Linked DNA regions of Pan troglodytes: region 1 is linked to region 2. The links are chromatin contacts, called in public HiChIP or PLAC-seq maps. All regions are on one chromosome and are shown on one strand. The core of a region is the stretch at or near the end of the contact, and the rest is flanking DNA. Distances in the headings are between cores, read along the strand shown. Region 1 holds the start of LIMS2 (LIM zinc finger domain containing 2). Region 2 holds the start of IWS1 (interacts with SUPT6H, CTD assembly factor 1).

The links. HiChIP or PLAC-seq counts read pairs in DNA pulled down with a chosen protein or histone mark.
Region 1: an H3K4me3 HiChIP or PLAC-seq map of stem cell-derived excitatory neurons shows a contact between it and region 2, with 5 times the contacts expected there. The contact joins the promoter of LIMS2 here to the promoter of IWS1 in region 2. A contact is called at or near these places in 1 of 7 Hi-C or Micro-C datasets (stem cell-derived neural progenitor cells) and 1 of 1 datasets of contacts at active chromatin or transcription factors (stem cell-derived excitatory neurons).

The regions. Positions count from the first base shown.
Region 1 is chr13:28,380,741-28,387,257 of NHGRI_mPanTro3-v2.0_pri, forward strand. LIMS2 (LIM zinc finger domain containing 2) reads right to left here and starts at 3,428. Exons shown (of 11, transcript XM_054678973.2): 1 at 3,292-3,428; 2 at 1,922-1,999. It overlaps SFT2D3 (SFT2 domain containing 3), which reads left to right and starts at 3,544. Exons shown (of 1, transcript XM_001138948.8): 1 at 3,544-6,517. The coding sequence starts at 4,212. The coding sequence ends at 4,859.
Region 2 is chr13:28,206,243-28,212,932 of NHGRI_mPanTro3-v2.0_pri, forward strand. It overlaps IWS1 (interacts with SUPT6H, CTD assembly factor 1), which reads right to left and starts at 2,514. Exons shown (of 17, transcript XR_678360.5): 1 at 2,238-2,514.

The DNA.
Region 1 (6,517 bases), core at 2,178-4,677, 180 kb after region 2:
TAAGGAGCCACTGAAGAATAGTAGATAAAGAGGACATTACTAGATTTCAGTTTTGAAAGGGGGCACTGGTGGGCCTGGTGCGGTAGCTCATGCCTGTAATCCCAGCACTTTGGGAGGCTGAGGTGGGCGGATCACTTGAGCTCTGAAGTTGGAGACCACCTGGGCCACCTGTGGAAACCCCGTCTACAGGCAGGCGCCTGTAATCTCAGCTACTCCAGAGGCTGAGGTGGGAGAATCGCTTGAACCCGGGAGATGGAGTTTGCAGTGAGCCAAGATCGCACCATTGCATTCCAGCCTGGGCAGCAGAGCAAGATCCTGTCTCAAAAACGAGGGGGTGGTTGGTGCTAGCTGACCCGCCACACTGAAGGAAGGGAGAATGTAGTTCAGGTTGCGGCCCGGCAGGGGACAAGTAAACCCAGCTGAACAGAGAGGGCCATGACAGACAGGGAAGGGAGGCAGACGCCACTCTGGAAAGCCCTCAAAAGAAGCGTGGCTAACACTTGCTGGGCTCTGGGAGAAAATATAATTTCCTGCAAGCGGGAGAGGATTTGGTGCGAAGGGTGCTGCTTCCGTAGGTCAAGGTGAAAGACCTCGGCAGAAGAAAAGGCTGGCTGTGGCCCCTTCCCCTTGGGGAGGTGGGAGCTGGGACTTGCCTGACCTTATGCTAAAGTCCAACAATACTGGAAGGGAGGACGCGGGCATCTGAAGAGCCCCTGCCCAGGATGTGCAGATGTGGTGGCTGCGAGAGCTGAGGCCAGGCCCTGCCTGGTGCTGACACGGTGAAATCTAAAGCTCCTGAAAAGCCAGGCTTCTCCCCGTGGGGACAAGGCCATCGAGTACCACAGAGAAATAGGGTTTCAGAACAAGAAATTAAAAAAAAAAAATCCTTTCAGGGCCCTGCTGCATGTGTGTGAGTCTGGGTCCTTTGCATCTCCATCCACATCAATGTCCACTGTGAATGGAGCCCAGAAGGAAGGACAGACTCAAAATGAAGGATCGGGAGGGAGGGAGGGCTCGGAAAGGCATTTGCCTGTTCTTAGACCACCCAGGAAACGAGTGTGCTACCGTCCATTATGCTTGTGAGTGAAAAGGGTGGAGGGTGATGGGAGCTGCTGCTTCGGGGAAGTCAGGGAAAGACATTTTGAAAAGTGACATTGAAGTAGAGACCTGAAGGAATGAGGGAGGGCGCTGTGAAGATATTTGGGGTGAGGAGGAATGCTCTAGGCCGAGAACAGCAAGGACAAAGGCACCGAAGTGGGAACATGTTTGACAGATCCAGAAACAACCCAAAGGCCACCAGTCATAGACTGGCATGGAGTGGGGAGAAAGTAGGGGAGTAGAGGCAGACAGGTCCCGGCCATTCCACAGGGCAGCGTGGGCGAGGTGAGGAAGTTGCTTCTGTGAGTGTGAGGTGGGGAGCACTGGGGGAGTGACATCATCTGACTCAGTGGACAAAGGTCCCTCAGGCCGATGTGTGAACAACCGTGAGGAAAGCATGGACCAAAACAGGGGCTCCGTAGTGGGGTGCAGGGGGGCGCCCAGATGTGGGGTTAGTGGTGGAGGAGAGAATCGGCTGGTACTGGATCTGTTTCCAAGGTAGAGCTGGTGGGACTTGCTGATGGGGTGCGATTTCTTGAGGTGCGGAAGGAGGGGTTAGCTACAGGTTTTGGGGGATGAGGAGGGGAAGTCAGGAGTGAAGTGTTTGGTTCTGCATGTCACCTCCAGGGTGTCTATTAGATGCCCGGTGGAGAAGTGGGGGACGCTCTGCACGCAGAGGGTTTTAACAACACGGGCTGGGCCAGAGGGTGCCGAGAGAGAAAAGAGGGGATATCCCAGGCGCAACAACGCTGAGGTCTCAGGAGGAGGAACAGTCAAGAGAGGAGCCCGCGGTGCCGTCCTGGGGCTGAGGGCCGAAACTCACCGCACTAGCCGACAGCGTCTGGCGATTTTGTGATGAACAATTTTGCTGGCACGGTGGAACGAAGGCCTGGTTGAAGGGCTTCAAGGGAGACAGGGAAGCAAGAGAAGATGATTGTTAGGATGAGTTTTGCTGCAGTGCTAGAGGAGAGTGGGTTTTGTTAATGACCTTCCCTCCCTGCAACCAAACCACAGCAGAAAGCGCATCCAGGGCTCACACAGAGGGACCCTCAGTGAAGGCCTCTTTCTGCAATGGGAAGCCCACAAGGTTAGAAACCAGGAATCACAACCTAACGCTGCCCTATCGTCAGTTTTGTAGGTGACCTTGAGTAGGTTACCTCACTTCTTGGTATTTCTCAGCTTCCCTCACCTATAAAATGAGCAGCACAGTCCTGCCTTTTCTATACGGTAGCTGCATAAATGATTAGGTAACATCACTGATGGGCATTTATGCACCCAGTCCACTTTCTAGCTCTGTGTATTTGACTACTCTAAGTACCTCACAGAAGTGGAATCATGCAGTATTGGTCCTTTTTGTGACTGGCTTATTTCACTCAGCCTAATGTCCTCAAGGTTCATCCATGTCGTAGCATGTGTCAGAATCTCCTTCCTTTTTAAGGCTGCGTAACAGTCCGTTGTATGCATATATCACATTTTATTGATCTGCTGGTGGACACTTGGGTTGCTTCCATCTCTTGACTGACATGAATAGTTCTGCTGTGAAGAGTTATACAAATCTCTGAGACCCTGCTTTCAATTCTTTGGGGTATATATCCAGAGTGGAACTGCTGGATTGGACTGTAATTATATACACACATACACACATAACTGTATACAAATATGTGTGTATATACGTTTATATGTGTCTGTGTGTGTGTGTGTATATATATATATATATATATATATATTTTATAGTAACTTCCATACTGTTTTCCACAGCGGATATAGCTTTTTACATTCCCACCAACGGTGCACAAGGCTTCTAGTTTCTCCACATCTTTGACAGCACTTGTAACTTTCTGGTGTGTTTTTGTTTGTTTTTTGTTTTGATCGTAGCCATCCTAATGGTTTAGCCCATGCTAAGTGATCAGGCTGGTCTCTATTATTATCAAGTGAGATAACAAATCAGAATGTATTTTGAAAAAGAATTGCATCTGTCAGGATCCAACCAAGAAAACAGAAAGCATTAAAAGGAACTTAATGGGGGAGATTAGTTACACACAGGGGATGGAAAGGCTGAGAAGCCAAACAGCAGGAAGCCGTTAACCTTACATCCACCTAGGGCAGAGGACAAAGGACACAGCGCCACCCAGGGGAAGCCAAGGTGGTGAGGGGAGCTGTGGAGGCAGCTGGAAGAATCTGGAGGAATCTGACCTGTGAGAGGAACCACAAGCAAACACCCTCTAGGAGGCTCTGAGAAACAGCAGGGCACGTGGGTGCGGCCTGGGAACAGATCAGGATTGACCTGCGTGCGAGCCAGCTTGTCAGAGTGATGTGACGATGAGTCAGGACACCTGGGCGTGGCGCTGTCCAGAGCACGAGAGTGACACCAAACACATGGGACAGCAGCACCGAGTCTTGGACAAGGGGCGCGAAGGAGTCAAGGATGTTGCCAGGCCTGTGGCCGAAACTGAGAACAGAATAGAGAAGCAGGTTGAGGGTGCTGGGTGTCAACCCTTCCTTTATCAACCCCATGGTAAATGATCAGGATGGTCACTATTACTACAAGTGAGGTAACTAATCAGAACGCAACTTTCCCCAAAAAACCCACCTGAGTTACACAGGTCTGAACTTTTTTAAAAATTAAATTTTTATTTTGAGATCACTGTTTGTGTTCAGTTGTAAGAAACAAGAGAGATTCTGTGTACCCTTTACCCATTCCTCCATGTTGCAAAACTAGCACAATATCACCGCCACGGTAGACGCAGTGAGGCCATAAGACATTTCCATCAGCAAAAAGGTCACTTCTTGTGCCCCTTTAGAACCACACCCACCCTTGCCTTCCAACTATTAATGCTGGCAGGACTTAGCCAGACCGCAAGGGCGCCTACTCCGAACAAGGAAGAGGGTCAGGCGCTGGGAGGGCGACTGCAAGTGGACAGGCAGCACCTGCGACCACGGTACTTGGGGACACCACAAAAGGCCGCAGAGCAGGCACCGCGGCACTTCCGCGAGCGCCGCAGGCCCTGCCCCTTTCGCCGTCGCCGACCAATTGCCGCCCGAAGACCGAGCCGCTTCAGGGGAGGGCCGGAAGTGAGCCGCAGCTTTTCCTTTCTGCCGCCGCCTTGTCCAAGATGGCGGACCTCCACCGCCAGCTGCAGGAGTACCTGGCGCAGGGGAAAGCTGGCGGCCCGGCAGCCGCGGAGCCGCTGCTCGCCGCGGAGAAGGCGGAGGAGCCCGGGGACGGGCCGGCGGAGGAGTGGCTGGGCCGCGCGGGCCTGCGCTGGACGTGGGCGCGGAGCCCTGCGGAGTCGGCAGCGGCCGGCCTGGCGTGCCTCCCGAACGTGACGCGCGGGCAGCGGCTGGCGGCGGGCGGCGGGTGCCTGCTGCTGGCTGCACTGTGTTTCGGCCTAGCCGCGCTCTACGCACCGGTGTTGCTGCTGCGCGCGCGCAAGTTCGCGCTGCTCTGGTCTCTGGGCTCGGCGCTGGCGTTGGCGGGAAGCGCGCTGCTGCGGGGCGGCGCGGCGTGCGGGCGCCTGCTGCGCTGCGAAGAAGCGCCGTCCCGGCCCGCGCTGCTCTACATGGCAGCGCTGGGCGCCACGCTGTTCGCCGCGCTGGGCCTTCGCAGCACGCTGCTCACGGTGCTGGGCGCGGGCGCGCAGGTGGCCGCGCTGCTGGCCGCGCTGGTTGGGCTGCTGCCCTGGGGCGGCGGCACCGCGCTGCGCCTCGCACTGGGTCGCCTGGGCCGCGGCGCCGGCCTCGCCAAGGTGCTGCCCGTGTGAGGACCTCGCGCCCTCGCCGCTGGGGAAGTACGCGGAGCCAGCGCCGTCGGAGACCGCGCCGGCCGAGCCGAGGACTGCACGCCGCTGTGCGGACGCCCGTGGCGAAGGCCCTGCCGCAACAGCCTGCGAGTCTAATCCGGGAGCGGCTGCTGCCAGCGGAGGCGACAGCAGCGTTGGGAGCTCCTCGATGTCAGCTTTTTGTGCTGGACTTGGCACACGCTCTGAAAACTGAGATTTTGTCATTGAACTGGTGACAGGATGTGAGACGGTTATTAGAAGTTGCTTTCGAAGTAACTGTGGTCTTAGGTTCGGCTGAGTAAAGAAAAAGGATTTTTCTTCGAGTTAGCTGCTCTTGTGATTTTTCTCAGGCTGTGTTGTCATTTTAAAATCCAGTGGTAGATGTAGCTTAGCGACGGTAGTTTTTTGTTTTGGCTATACTAAGACTTGGAAATTATTCTCTCCAGTGTCAGCGAATCCAGAAGGGTATCAGATTAAACACCGAATTCAGCCACTGGACTTTTAAGAGTACTTAAGATGGTTTATCTCGGGTTTTTTCTTCAGTTAACAAAATCAAAAATATGGTGCCTTATAACATGAAAGGAAAATTAGTTGTGTATTTCACGACGAAAGCGACGGACCAAAAGAAATTTCCTGCCCCAAGAAGCATGGGATCCAGGAAGGGGCGCGTAGATGCTTAACGGTCTCTGCGGAAATCCTGCAAATAGGAAGATAATTCTAGATCCGGAATACCTGTATCTGGTGGAAACCATGGATTTCTACAAGCTCGAATTATTCCTCATTGTATAGTCTGCTTTGTAAACTAGTTTACAATTTGCAGGCTGATCTTAAGATTTTTTTTATATCTAATTGCTGCTGCCTTCATTTTAGGTTCAGCAGTTACTTTTAACTACCTTAATTTATTGCCAGAAGGTATGAGCCTAACATTCTGATGAGTCCAGAAAACTACGTTTTGTCAGTAGCAATACACTAGGAAGTAAAATATATTTAGAATTTAAACATTGTGTGCCAGTGGTCCTCGCGCTTGACTGCACATCAGTTACTTGAAGAGCCACACCTCAGATCAATGCAGTCAGAACCTGGGAAGTAGGTCCCAGACATCAGGACCTTTTTAAAGCTCCCCAAGTGATTCTACGTTCCCCAAGGTTGAGGACCACTTTTCTGTGCATTGGCTTGCACAATTTGAAAATAATGCTTTTCCTGAGCTGGATCCCAGTGTTGCCTTAACAGGGTGTCTGTCGTGCCGCAGTAGAGCACTGCTGCTTCCTCCAACCCCAAAATTTATGTTCCTAAGTCAGGTCCCTAAGCCCCGTCCCAAGAAGTGACACAAGTGGCCAACATCCACACTGTAGGCTTGCAGGCTACCCGCCCTGAGATTTGGTAAAGAACACTGCCTTGTTCCCCATCAGTAAACAAGGCTACCTACCTCAGGAGGCTGCTTGTGAGAGAGCAAATGCAGTATTTTCAAAATGAATTATTTTTTTAATTGTAAAGACTTGTGCCATTGGCTGCTCTTTCTAGTCCCCTAAATTTCTGTTCTAGTTTTAAATTTCTCTAGAACTTGCAATAGTTGGGGGTTTTATAATGTTTTACAATGTTTATTTCTTAAATAAAAACTTACTTAAAAATTCAACATTTCT
Region 2 (6,690 bases), core at 1,264-3,763:
CTCCTGCCTTTGCCTCCTAAAGTGCTGGGATTACACCCAGCCCCAATACTTTAAAAAATACAGAGTAAAATCGTATTTTAACCTATGTACATGTATTACATATAATTACTTTTTTTTTTTTTTTTTTTTGGAGACACAGTTTTGCTCTTTTTGCTCAGGCTGGAGTGCAATGGCGTGATCTCAGCTCACTGCAACCTCCACCCACCCCACCCCCCACGCCGGGTTCAACAAGTGATTCTCCTGCCTCAGCCTCCTGAGTAGCTGGGATTACAGGCGCCCGCCACCACGCCTAGCTAATTTTTTGTATTTTTAGTAGAGATGGGCTTCACCACGTTAGCCAGGCTGGTCTCAAACTCCTGACCTCAGGTGATCCGCCCACCTCGGCCTCCCAAAGTGCTGGGATTACAGGCGTGAGCCACCGTGCTCGGTCTATTTTTTAAAAAGTAACTTAAAAACACAAATGAATGGAAAAAAAACTATTCTGAAAGTATCAGGAAAGTGTTTTTTTTTTTTTTTTTTTTTGAGACAGAGTCTTGCTCTGTCGCCAAGGCTGGAGTGCAGTGATGCAACTTCGGCTCACTGCAACCTCTGCCTCCCGGGCTCAGGGCTCAAAGGATCCTCCCACTTCAGCCTCCTGAGTAACTGGGACTACAGGTGTACGCCACCACACTCGGCTAATTTTTGCATTTTTTGTAGAGACGAAGTAGGGGGGGTGGGGTACGGGCATGGTGGGTGGGGGTGGTGTTGGTCTCACTATGTTGCCCAGGCTGGTCTCGAACTCCTGGGCTCAAGCCATCGGCCGCCTACGCCTCCCAAAGTGCTGGGATTACAGGCATAAGCCACCGCACCTAGCTTAGGAAAGTGTTTTTAAGCAGTGCATGCCTGGAAAACCCTTTGCAGTCATTAGAATTCACTGTCCTACGTAATGAAAAGCAATGAACTCAAAACAGTAAAGGGCTTAACGCTTAAACAATTATTTAAGCACTCAAGTTTTCTTTTTAGTTTTCAATTTTTGTGGGTACATAGAGGGTGTATTTATTTATGGTGTATTTAAGAACTTTTGTAACAGAACGCCCCAATAGGACTAGCACACAAAGGGAAAGCAAATGCGACGTGTTTCCCACACCAGGTTCTGCCTCAGTTATCCTTAATCTCAGGTGCCAAGCACCGTGCCAGCAGAGTGGGCCCCAGTAACAGTTTACAGAATAAACAAACAGTAAAGAAAGGAGACCAAACTTCGGTGAGGAGGAAAAGGAACGATCTCAAGGTGGAGGAAAGGCACAAAAACCACCAGTAAGTGCCAGAAGCGCATTCCTTACTCTATGCATGCAACTGAAACATGGGTCCTGCACTTACGTCCGGTGTTGCAGGCAAGATTAAACCACTCCTAACTAGCAGTGAAAAGTCTAGGAAGGATCCCCCGCCCCATCGCCCCTTGGATTCTCCAACTACTCAACTACTGAAAACTCTCTTAACAGAAGACACCTCTCCTTCCCTAGCACTTTGCACACAATAGGAGCTTAACATATGAAAGTGACTTCCCAATTTCAGCAAAAACCTTCGCCGATTCAGAAGAAAGCTTTCCCACCAGAATCCCCTCTCCAACGTTCTAGCTTCGACGCTTGCAGCTGGTCAGAGGGCTCTTGCCCTCCTCGGGCCAGGTCGCGGGAGGGAAGGTCTCGGGGGCCTCCTTGCCCCCACCCGCGGGGTGCCAGGCCAAGCCCCGCCGAGTAACTGCTCCGCCTCCCAGCCCGGTCCCCCAGGTCCCTGCCCCACCTGACTGGTCGCCGCTGTAATATTCCGAGTCCATGGCAGGCGGACTCTCAGCGGGGAGTGTCCGCGCCCCGCGCCGCCCCCGTCACCTCCTTCCAGGCGGTGTGACCCCGGATGGCGCGGCTAAGTGTTCAGAGACTCCCGCCCGACCGGAGAACTTAACGGGTGCGGAGGGTAAGAAAGCGGTAGCGGCAAAGGCGAATTCTTTGACCTGAAAGCCCCGGCGGAAAAGGCCGTACCCGGCAGGCTGGCGGGCGGGCAGGCATGCGAGCCGGCGCTCTACTTCCTAGAAGCACCGCTGGGGCCAAAATGGCGTCTGCCCACGACCCTCAAAGGAATGCAGCGCGCAGGCGCCGCAACCCGTCAACCGGCCAATGAGAAGACGCAACAGCAATGACGCCAGGCACGGCCGGAAAGGAGACTCCTGGGAAAATTGAGCTGGAAGTGGGGCTTTAGTTAAATACCTTCCTCGGGTGGATCCTGGTCTGACCCCCGTGGTAATAACGTTATCATTGATTCTTTATCATTTCCTAGATTCTGTGTCCGTGCCTTGTTTGAAGAGCTTTTGAGATACTCTTCCGAAAAATGAAGACCTGCTCAAATGACTTTTCCGTCATTCAGCCAAACCACTGTCTTTCCCGTCAGGCCCAGAGGCGCCTGGTTCCCGCCCGCAGTAGGCAAGAAAGCGGGCGTTGCTCACTGGGACTTGTAGTATGACGCCCGCGAGCTGTGATGCGTTACTAACTGGCGCGATCCACAGCGCCTCCTCTCCCGGCGTCTTCCTCTCTTTCGTTCTAAACAACGATTTAATTTCCTTGTTAAGAAGCCATTTAGCCAACAGTAAGAAGTACACGTCTTTGCTTCCAGAAGGGTTCCCCTGATGAAACACCGGAGGAAGGTGAAGTTGAACTTTACCTGAGCCCTGTGTTCCTGGAAAACAGCGGTGATTAAGAAACCCCCTCATCTATTTGTGTTTCTGGAACGGCACACTGTAAAGAACCACCCGTCTCCATGTGACTCAGATAAAACGCGTGCAGATGACCCCCTTGTTTGCCTGTGACAAGGCCAGAGACCTTTCCCCTTTATTCTGAGCCTGTTAATAAAGCCAAACAGACCTTCCAAATTCCCGCTGATGATATCGAGTGATTAGTTGAGATTAGAACTCTCCTCCCCCCAACTTGTTAGACACAGAGAATATTTCCTGTTCACCTGACTGAAACTTCTGATTGCAAAACAATCCCAACTGTCAATCATCCCACCTTCCTCCCTATAAAAGTCAAAACTACGCTGCCAAGACACTGATCATATCTGGAGTGCTCTCCCTATTGCAATAGGCTGAGTAAAATCCATTTCCTTACTTGTTCATTTTAGTCTTGGACAGAGAGGGGAACATTCTTGCCTTTGGATCGGAGGAGGGCCAGTAGAGGTTTAAGCAAAGACTCCCCAGGAGGTGTAGACATGTAGAAAAAGAGCCTTTTGTTACTACTGCAGATATCTGACCCTTCGTTAGCCAGTCAGAGTATGCTGGCAGAGCCCAATTATAGGCTCCTGAAGAGGACGTGGGAAGAGAAGAAAGGGGAGAAGTGGTTTCTTTCTGGAAATTCCCATTTTCCTGCAAGAGAGTTCATGGATATTCCTTTCCGAAGTGGTGGAAACAGCATTGAATCCAAATTCCTTCTTTTCAGCTGTGGGAATGACATCTTCTCAGGCAGTCTTGAGAATCAAAAGAACAAAGAATTAGCAATGCCCGAAACCAAATCACTTGATAGAAGATATCAAGGCTCTAAGCCCTCTTCTAAAGAGAAGGTGAGAGTACACCTGTGTAAATGGAGTAGGATTAATAGATCAAAATTCCAGGAAGAGGTTCAATGGAAGAGAACCTTTTAGTTTCACCAGAGATGTAAGTCCAACAGTCAGGAAAGTGGTTGGGTTATAAACAATGCAATTGCCGGATGAGAATTACTGAATTTTAGCGTTAAAACTAACTGTACTGGTGGTTTGGAGAATGGATAGAAACACTCTGGACACACAACAATGTTCTTAGCTCTAGAAGCCTGCAAAGAAGCATCAGATCTAATTTTTGTACTCAGAAAGCCAACAATTTAGTGAGACAGGACAAGTCTTTCAAATGAATACAGAGCCTTAGTTAAAGCAGTGTGGTTGTCAGTGTAAACACAGCTTACGGAGAGTTCCCAGAGCTCCTTCCTACCAGCTGGCTGTCCCTCCTGGATCCTGGTAGAGAAATTCTGTAGTGGCACAGATGTGTCTTTCTGAGTCTTGGCTGCCTTACATTTTCAGGACTGCCATCTCCTTACCCATCACACCCCACCCCAGTGCAGTTGGCCCATGGCGGTGGTAGGGAGGCACCCAGAAGATAGGCTGTTTCCCACACCAAGGGTGCTAATGACAGAAGAATGGAGAGGCAAACTTGCAGCAGTCCACAATGCTTCCTCCCTTAACAGATAACCCAGAGACGCTGCATTCCCTAAGTGAATGTAAGATTTATTTGGAGACACTCTGAAGACACTGCCATCTGCTGAACATGTCAGGGAGCAAGAGGCCACATAATATAAATAGCCTGGCACCATCAGAGCTGTAGACTGGGGGCTTAGAGCCCTAGGCTGTGGGCCTATCGCTGGGCTTATTGTACTTAGTAAGCTGGGACAAGCTACCAGCCTTCTATGAGCCTCAGTTTCCACATGTATCAAATGAGAGGGTTGAATCAGGTTTCAAGTACTCTTAGCTTTTTTCTACGTCAGAGAAGCCAGGTCTCTAAGTCTGACCCAGCTTCTTGTGCTTGAGCCACTAGCAAGCCCTACCAGGGAAGACACAAATGAAACTTACTAGCTGCGTGACCTTGAGCAAGTTGCTGAACCTCTCTGTGCTTCAACGTCCTCATCTATAAGTTGGGGATAACAGTACCATTTATGTCACAGAGTTGTCATGAAGCTAAATGCACATATATAATTATAATGTATAATATGTTATATATATTACTTGTATAATATTATACATGATATAAATATATATATTATATAATGATTCCTGGGACAGAATATTGTGAAATTAAATAATTCAAACTTTTTTTTTTTTTTTTGAAATGGGATCTCACTCTGTCACCCAGGCTGGAGTGCAGTGGCACAATCTTGGTTCGCTGCAACCTTCGCCTCTTGGTTTCAAGCAATTCTCGTGCTTCAGCCTCCCTAGTAGCTGGGACTACAGGTGTGCACCACCACGCCTGGCTATTTTTTGTATTTTTAGTAGAAATAGGGTTTCACCATGTTGGCCAGGCTGGTCTTGAACTCCTGGCCTCAGGTGATCCACCCACCTCGGTCTCCCAAAGTGCTAGGATTACAGACGTGAACCACTGCACCCAGCCAAATAATTCAAACTTAAAGCTGTTGGAACTTAAATTGTTCTGAGTCTTGAGAGGAATGTGACTATGCAGCCTGAGTCACATGGCATGCAGCTGCAACTTCTGCCTTTTTTCCACCTATAAATAATTGAGACTAAGTGGTGCCAGAGATAAAACCCCCTCAGATCACTGCCCCTTCTACAGAGTAGTAATGTCATCTTCCTTGGGATGCAGCAATCTGTAACCAATCAAATCACTGTAACATATGCACTGTCTTGTATGGAAAATGTTATAATCCTGCTAAAATTTTTCTGTCTGTCTCTGTATAAGTAAAACCTTAACTTCTTCACTTTGGAACGCTGAACCCATTCGTTTGGAGTTGAGGTCTCCTGGGTGGCTATCCACACACTCAAATAAACTCTATGTGTAATCATATTTTATGCATCTTACTATTTAAGATTAGCAATATATATGTTAGCTATTATCACTATTATTAGGCATTGTGAAGATACAGAAAACTAACACATGATTCCTACCTTGAGAAGCTTACAATTCATTAGGAAGTATGGCTTTGAAAAAAGAAAATGCTAAGAGGTGAATTGTGTGATGTGGGTAACAAGTACCATGGGAATTAAAAGGAGGGTGAGGCTAGAGTGGACAATCAGGTTGGCTTCCTTGAGGGAGGGTGCTTGAGGTGATATTTGAAGGACAAAGGCCGATTTGGATGGAAAGATAATGTTTCAATCATGGTAAGCTAACAATCTACCATGTAGTTATGTTGTTATAACAACATCAACAAATTTCAGTGGCTTGACTTGATAATAGTTTGTTTCTTCCTCTTGTCAATGGGCAGTGGGGTCAGTGGTGAGGTGGAGGTTGCACTCTGCTCCTAGCAGTCATTCAGGGATCCAGGCTCTTACCATATTGTGGCTCCACCATTTCCCAGGGCCTCAGAAGCCCCTACTGGATGCTCTGCATGCCACCAGCAGATGGGAGAAGAGAGTGTGTAGAAAGGTGCAGGATGTTTTAATGGGTCTAGCCTGGAGTTGGAGCATATCACTTACCCTCATTCCATGGCCCCTTCTAATTGTGAGTGAGGCAGGGAAGAGTATGTCCACTGTGGGACCAAGAGGAAAAGGAAAGTGATCTTGGTGGACATGCAGCATTCCAGGCAAGGGTAAGAAATCCACCCCAGTACTTCTTTTCCCAGAAATAAAGTTCTTAGCAATGAGCCTAAGAGCTAGGCAAAGTATCACTGTCTCCAAGAGCTAGGCAAAGTATTACTATCATCATAATTAGCATCATTAACATCATTTATTTAGTTTATTGAGTTGACACGTAAGCAAGTTTTGCTTTTCCTTGTCAGTATCTCAATCTCCCCAAGGCAATAAGATTAGTCATCAGGATATGCCATTAATCCTGGTCATGGGACAGAGGTCCAATGTTTATGGCCAGTGACCTAGGTTTAAATGCCAGGGCCTAAGACAGATTTATCCACTGGATTGCCCAAAGCCCTCTAGAGAGGAGGAGGTGACCTTTTCATTTTGTGCCCCTACTTTCCC